Linked DNA regions of Danio rerio: region 1 is linked to region 2. The links are chromatin contacts, called in public Micro-C maps. All regions are on one chromosome and are shown on one strand. The core of a region is the stretch at or near the end of the contact, and the rest is flanking DNA. Distances in the headings are between cores, read along the strand shown. Region 1 holds the start of irf2bpl (interferon regulatory factor 2 binding protein-like). Region 2 holds the start of lgals3b (lectin, galactoside binding soluble 3b).

What was found. A called contact is a pair of places that touch in the nucleus more often than the background predicts.
Region 1: a contact with region 2 is called in a Micro-C map of caudal fin, with 8 times the contacts expected there. The contact joins the promoter of irf2bpl here to the promoter of lgals3b in region 2. A contact is called at or near these places in 1 of 18 Hi-C or Micro-C datasets (caudal fin) and 1 of 4 datasets of contacts at active chromatin or transcription factors (embryo).

The regions. Positions count from the first base shown.
Region 1 is chr17:12,525,577-12,529,450 of GRCz12tu, reverse strand. irf2bpl (interferon regulatory factor 2 binding protein-like) reads left to right here and starts at 2,135. Exons shown (of 1, transcript NM_212687.1): 1 at 2,135-3,874. The coding sequence starts at 2,211. The region is part of intron 9 of si:ch211-185a18.2; the gene reads left to right.
Region 2 is chr17:12,029,693-12,033,889 of GRCz12tu, reverse strand. lgals3b (lectin, galactoside binding soluble 3b) reads left to right here and starts at 1,581. Exons shown (of 6, transcript NM_214693.3): 1 at 1,581-1,642.

The DNA.
Region 1 (3,874 bases), core at 886-3,385, 500 kb before region 2:
TTGCTCTTTTGTAATTATTTTTGCTTGCATTTTTATTATTTGTTTATACATGATTCACTTACTCACTCCTAGCGTTGTTTATATCGAAGTTGATATTTAGCCGCACCATATTGGTGTTTTATAACATCACATTTTTATGAGGTGGGTCGTTAGCCCATCGCTCAACCCCCAACCCTGAGGACCGGACATACACACATACCCTACAGATAATTTAGCTTACCTAACTCACTCAGTGGAAACCCACGTGAACACGGGAGAACATGCAAACTCCTCACAGAAGTGCCAACTGACCTAGTTGGCAGTCTTGCTGTGAGGCGCCTCTGTGCCGCCCGCATATATGATTCATACCATTACAAAATCACCCTAAGCAATATAAATTAAAAATTTAATCTTTCCAGATTGAGCTTATCAAGCCATGTCGTGAAATTGTTTTCAAATCGCAATAGATTTTGCATAAAAACAAAATACCGCAATGTCATATTTTCCCAATACTGTGCAGCCCCATTCCATAGTATTTTTTCCTATGGAATTCAGTGGTTTTCACCTTTTTTCCAAATATCTTCTTTAGTGTTTAACAGAATAATTCAGTTCATTGTAGTGAGGCAGAGTAAATAGTGAGTAGATTTTTATTTTTTTTGGGTGAACTATCCCTTTAAGGTCAGTTCACTCACTTCAGTGCTAGATAATTCCCACAAAGACTTGTTTCTTTGTCTTGTTAATTTGGGTCAAAAATGAAAGGCGTTGAGCTCATTTACACGATCCAAGTCACGAGTGCAGAGCACAAATACTGTCTGAATTGTTTCCGTTTTTTTAACGGTCTACCTGCCATATCAGCAGTGGTTAGATTATCATCTTAAAGTCCAACTTTTGGTTTGCTAATTCTTAATGTAATATATATATATATATATATATATATATATATATATATATATATATATATATATATATATATATATATATATATATATAATTTTTTAGAGGACATTCACAGATTTAACTGTTTTTTTTGGCTTGGAAAAAGGCTCAGTTTCTTTCGGTGCCAGCAGAATGCAGGGATTGCAATAAATGGCGTTTCTCCTCTCCTCCAGACCTCCCTTACTTCTTTTTTCTTCTCTTGGTTTTTCCACCCTCTTGTGTTGTATAACAGGGCAAGTTTTTTTTTTTTTTGCATTGTCTACTGGTTGTTGTTAAACAGAGAATAGACTATGGGAACAGAGCTTTTGTGGGCAGGGCTTGAAACTTCCTTATTTAAAGTAAACACTGATAGATTTTATAATGCATACCTACTGGTCTTTTAGCATGTCCAAATATGTCCAAGAATGTGTGGAAGCATGCTTTTTTATTGCCGTAAATCATACATGGATTTTGGCAGTATAAGCATTTTTATAACATGATCTTACATTATTAATAGGACCACATAATATCCACCAATAATATTTCAGCAGTACAAACAGACTCTGGATGAAACATGAATACCTCAGATTTTCCACCCACAACTCTGGCGCTTGTCTGAAAGCATACCGGAGCCAGTGATGCAAGGCAAGCTGTGTGAACATTAACTTTTTTTAGTTTTGAAAAATATTTTTGTTAGATCCAGTAATGATCACTGCATGATTTTAGTTCTTTAGTTTAGTTCATTCTAGTATTTATTATGGCAAGTTTTAGTTCGGTAATTAAGTTCTAATTATTTATCTGGTTATCTCAATAATTACTTTTTTTTGTAGTTGTAAGCCTGGTTTTGATGTAGTGTTTATTTATTTGATAATGCTGCTTGTTAAGAAATTCTAGATACTATTGAACACAAATTGTATTTGTTAATTGGTTACAGCTACTGAGTAACTACAAGTAAATAAATACTAGTAGACTATAAAATGAATGTATGCTAAATAAATCTATATAGTATAGACTTTTGGTTACATAAAAGGTGCAAGTAAGGAAATACATAATATGTTGTGACGCAATGAATGTTTTGTTGGCTTGCCATACATGTTGGCTGTGCGCGTTTCTCGGTCCATTCAGAAGATTTGTTAGGGAGTGGTTAGCGCATGCGCACTCGCATGGCAACAAGTGGCTTGTCATTTGTAACAGAAAAAGGAACTGCGGAACGTGGTGCTGACGTCACCGGCCCAGCCAGGTGGCATTCCGAGCAGCAGAAGAGGCGCATTCGCCTCCTAGTAACCGTATAACGGGTCCGAGAGGAGCAGCTCAACATGTCTTCGGCGCAGGTCTCCTCGTCGAGGAGACAGTCGTGTTATCTGTGCGACCTGCCGCGCATGCCGTGGGCGATGATTTGGGATTTTACGGAGCCCGTGTGCAGGGGTTGCGTGAATTACGAGGGCGCGGATCGGATCGAGTTTGTTATCGAGACCGCGCGCCATCTCAAGCGGGCTCATGGCTTCCAGGAGGGGAGATCCCCGGGTCCAGCGCCGCCGCCTGCGGTCAAAGCACAAGCGGTCATGTCATCCAAGGAGTCTGTGCAGATGAACCATGTGGACGGCTCGTCTAAATCGCAACAGCAGCAGCAGCAGCAACAACAACAGTCCGGCTTGGACCGATACGCGCTCGCCACCGAAAGATCACGCTTTGATTATTCCAGCATCGGCGCGCACAGGCTTCCGAACGGGCTCGGTGGACCGAACGGCTTCCCCAAATCAGACGACGGACCCCCCGAGCTTAACCGACAGAGCCCGAACTCGCGTCGCAATCACGGGCTGGTGGCGGTGTCGGGGCAGATGAGCGTGCCGCCGAACCTCCTCCCGCAGACGCTCCTGAACGGCCCACCGTCGTCGGCGAGTATAGCGCAGCACAGCCTTTCCGGACGAGCCCCTCCAGCCCCGGCCAGCATCGGACCCGCGCTCGCGCTCTCTGAACAAGGTAAACGACCCGGCTCGGTGTCCAGCACGGACCAAGAGAGAGATCTGAAAGAGAAACAGCGTAACGCTGAAGCTTTGACTGAACTCGGTGAAAGTTTGAGGAACAGGTCAGAGGAATGGACGAATAAACCCAAAATAGTGAGAGACACACTGATCACGCTTTCTAATTGCACTCCTTTTGACGTGAGGTTCAAGAAAGACCATTCACTTCTAGGTAGAGTGTTTGCATTCGATGCCACTTCCAAGCCCGGCATGGACTATGAGCTGAAAATCTTTATTGAGTATCCCAGTGGATCTGGGAATGTGTTTTCCAGTGCGTCCGGTGTGGCTAAACAGATGTACCAGGACTGCATGAAAGACTTTGGCAGAGGGCTTTCTTCTGGTTTTAAGTACCTGGAATATGAGAAAAAGCATAGCTCTGGTGACTGGAGGCTGCTGGGTGATTTACTCCCAGAGTCTGTGCGTTTCTTTAAGGAGGGGCTCGGGGGTGAAATGCTTCCTCAGCCTTACATTGATGCCAGCTGCCCTCTGCTGCCCTCGGCGCTGGTCAACATGCCTCGGGCTGTGGCGTCGGGAAGTGCGCTAAGAACGGGTGTTCGTAAACGCAAAGCCTCCCCAGAACCGGACTCAGCGGAGGGCGAGCAGCAGAGACAGCAGTGGATGGCGAGTCAGAGCGAGGCACTTAAACTGACCATGGCATCAGGCTCTTTCGCAGCCTCTCACGGCGGACCTCCACCATTGGGGTCAGTACACTCTAGCCGAGCCACCCCACCCGAATCAGCCCCCCAGAACGGACAATCCCCCATGGCTGCGCTTATGTCGGTGGCAGACACTTTGGGTAATGCACACTCACCAAAGGACAGCAATTCTGTGCACTCCACCACATCCACCCGACATAACAGTAGCAGTCCAGTCTCCCCCGCCTCGGTCTCCGGACAGCGCCGTTTGGCATCCAGGAATGGGGAGATGGGTCTCTCCGGGACGCCGTCCCAATCGGGTTC
Region 2 (4,197 bases), core at 332-2,831:
CTGGCACACCTGAAAACTTAAATAACCTTTTTAAAGAGCTACATAAAACCCCTTTAATAAAAGGTGTCTCTGATAACAATATGGTAGGGGTTGCTAATGTATGCATATTTTTATTTGTGTTTTTTTTTAAGTGTTAGTAGTGTATGTATATATTATTAGCAGTTGAAACTAACGGAGAGAAGATTTCTAAATATAATAGTTTTAATAACTCATTCCTATTAACTGATTTGTTTTATCTTTGCCATGATGTCAGTAAATAATACTAGATATTTTTCAAGACACTTCTATACAGCTTAGAGTGACATTTAAAGGCTTAATTAGGTTAACTAGGCAGGTTAGGGTAATTAGGCAAATTATTGTATAAGGATGGTTTGTTCTAAAGACTATCAAAAAAATATATAGCTTAAAGGGGCTAATATTGACATTAAAACGGTACAAAAAAACTGATTTTATTTTGCTGAAATAAAACAAATAAGACTTTCTCCAGAAGAAAAAATATTATCAGATATACTGTGAAAATTTCCTTGCTCTGTTAAACATCATTTGGGAAATGAAAAAATCAAAGAAGGCTAATAATTCTGACTTCAACTATATATATATATATATATATATATATATATATATATATATATATATATATATATATATATATATATATATATATATATACATACACACATACATACACACTTTTAATCTAATGAGCTGAACCACCAAGCAAGAGTAGTTGTTTTTCATATTGGCAATAAATGATGGATGAAACGAATAAGCAGATCTGGAATATATAGCGTGGTGAATTTTTAAAAAAATCATGTTACTAATACAATGATACTATATTTCTTTGCTTTTATTAAATTCACTGCAGCATCAGATATAAAGGTACAAAACCTTTTTTATTAAATTTTTTGAACTACTAATGTATAGCTACATGCACTATGTACAAATGTGTAAAAAGTACAACCTCAGTGACAGCTTTTGTGACTTTATTTTTGCTATTGTCCTATTCTTACAAATTTTACTAATATATATATATATATATATATATATATATATATATATATATATATATATATATATATATATATATATATATATATTATACTGAAATAGTTCAGATGAATGATGAATGAACAGTGAATAGGTGTGTCTGCTGTATATACTGTAGACCTCCATGCATTGCCAGTTACCACGCAACACTGCATATGTCTTGAACTTATAATCCTCACCTAGTTTCCAAGGCAACTTGGCTTTTGTTCAGCCTTGGATTCTTGGAAGAAAACAGAAACTCCCCTGATTACACCCATCCTTAAAACACATGAAATCGGAGTTTATGCACCTCAGATGAACCCAAGTGCACAACCTTCAGACCACACCGACGCACTAATATTGACACAATCGGATAAGAATGTTTCAGCATACTAGTTAACATATTATTTATAGTCTCGCCTCTGATTAAATGTATTTCCCTATGGATATCGGTGCATTTGTTTGTATTATGAGTGGGTGCGTCCTCTTCTCAGAAGTACAGAGGAGGGTTTAGAGGGGTGTGAGAGTGTATTTTTTAGCTCCACCTTAAATTCCTGCTTGTCTACCAACTTCCTCCACACAACTGCAACTTTGTGCCATCAGCTACACCACGCAGGTATTTATGCCTCTTTTAGCCTCATTTTCAAAACTTTATCAGCACTCTCTGGATTAGACTTTGGTGTACGTGTTTGCATATTGATATTCAAACATGTGTATTTATGTGGTGGGTTAGTTTTGCCTAATGCAAACAGTAGGTGATGTCGACATAAAATGGCATCCTGTGAGTTTTACAGATAGTAAACAAATGGCGCTTTTGAAACTAAGAGCTGAAGTGTACTTTTGCTAGCTTTAAACACATCCGTTCATGAGATTCAGAGGCCTGGTGAAAACCACATGCCTGCTGACGAGTCAGAACTTGCAGTGATGCATTGTTTGCTACGTTTGAGTGCAGATTACACAATAATCATTTTTTCCTCAGGGAATACACTGATCTGGAGTTACGGATGCTTACATGCAACGTTTACACGTAAAAATGTACAGATATTCCACATATTCACTTCATAAGCCATAACATGTCAGTATAAGCCATACATGTCAACAAAACAGTTCATCTTCATAGAGCTTCATTTGATTTAAAGGAATAGTTCGCTCAAAAATGAAAATTCTGTCATCTTTTACTCACTCTTTACTTGAAACAGTCCTGTTTGACTTTCTGATATTCTGAAGAAAGCTAGAAACCTATGGACGTCAATAGAGAAATAGAGGTTTCCAGCTTTCCTGAAAATAAAAGAAACCACAAAGGGTGGGGGCGGTCATAATGGTTTGGAACCAATTTGGGTGCAAGTAAACTGAGAGTACATTTTTCATTTTGGCCAAACTATTCTTTTGCCTTTCTGTGAAACCAGTGTGCATTTATTATGCTCTGCACAGTATTTATTATTAATATCATATTATCTAAATCATCACGCATTCCCTCCGGCTCCATTCACACAGTAAATGTATGGGTGTGGTGGGTGGTTTCGAGGACAAATGAGTCATCAGCTCATGACAAAATGTAATGTAACACCAGGGGACCAATGTGTAGTTTTTAAAACAAATATTGATACAAAAAATGCATGGGTGGTTTTAAGGAGATACAGCATTACCTTTAGCACTCAACTGCACCTATTATTTTCCCAATGTAGTTGACCGGTTAAACATTATAACCAGGGTGCGAATTACACATCGACGATCGGGGGGTTGGGGTCTACTTTTTCAGTAGTAGTTTTGTAATACATGCTTCAGTGAATCAAATTTATGAATGTATTTAAATTACATCTCATTTATTAATGAAATGTATAGATTTTTAGTGTTTTTAGGGATATTTAGTGACTATTTTAGAGGTTACTGTTGGTCAAACTATACAAATTATGTCTAATTTTTCTCTTTTGTTTGACTGCATGCAGATATAAACACCTATTTTACATGAAACATGTTTTGTAAATACTTAAGAAGTCTATGTCAGTGCTCTAGAACTGCCAGTTTCCGGAGAGGTTAAAATCGTACGTTTTTAGACGACTGAACTTGTACGTAATCGTACGAGTCAGCCGATAAACTGACAAAAAGTAAAATACTTAAGTTTCCTCGTGCGATCTGGCTGTAAGATTTAAGATATAAATGAGAGATCAGAGAAAGCTATTTCTTACTATCAAAGGGCTGACCTCCCATACATCTTGTTTTGATGTCCTTTAGGGTGGATCAAGCGTTAATTAGGGGTCAAACCCCTCTGTAATTTGCACCCTGATTATAACAAAGATTTTGTCAAAGTCTATCAATGTCATATCTTTTAGATGCTTTTCAGCAAAAACTTCCAGAGTTCTTCATATAAAAATCAATTAACTGGCTTTTATATTTACTTAGGACAGTGTTTCTAAACCACGTTCCTGGAGGAGCACCAACACTGCATGTTTTGGATGTCTCCTTTGTCTGTTACACCTATTACAGGTCTTTCAGTATCAGCTAATGAGCTGATGATCTTAATCAGGTGTGTTTGGTTAAGAAGACATGGGCTGTTTCTCAATACCAAGAACACAGAGAAAACTGCATTTTGACACATTTTAGACATGTCGGGGACACCCCATAGGCTATTTTTAAGTGACCTGTTATTTTGTAGACATATAAATCCACTTAATATATCAAAATAAGTGTCACTTGGTAACAAATATAAGAAAAGGTACTGAGAGAAACAAGCCTGAACAAGAATACATAACAATTCATACTATACTGTAGCTACAGTATTCATTTATTTATTTAGCTTTGTCCCTTATTTATCAGTGGTCGCCACTGCAGAATGACCCTCCAACTATTCCAGCATTTGTTTTACAAAGCGGATGCACTTCCAGCTGCAACCCAGTACTGGAAAACATCCTTACACTCATCACATTCACACACAAACTCATACAAGGCCGATTTTGTTTACCCATACTGCATGTCTTTGGACTGTGGGGGTAACCGGAGCAAACCCATGGGAAGAACATGCAAACTCCACGCAGAAATGCCAACTGGACTTAAACCAGTGGTCTTGCTGTGAGGCGACCGTGCTAACTACTGAGCTACAGTGCCGCCCCGCTATACAGTATATATAGCTATTCACTTAACATTTGGATGAAATAATCTTTTATTTTTGGACAA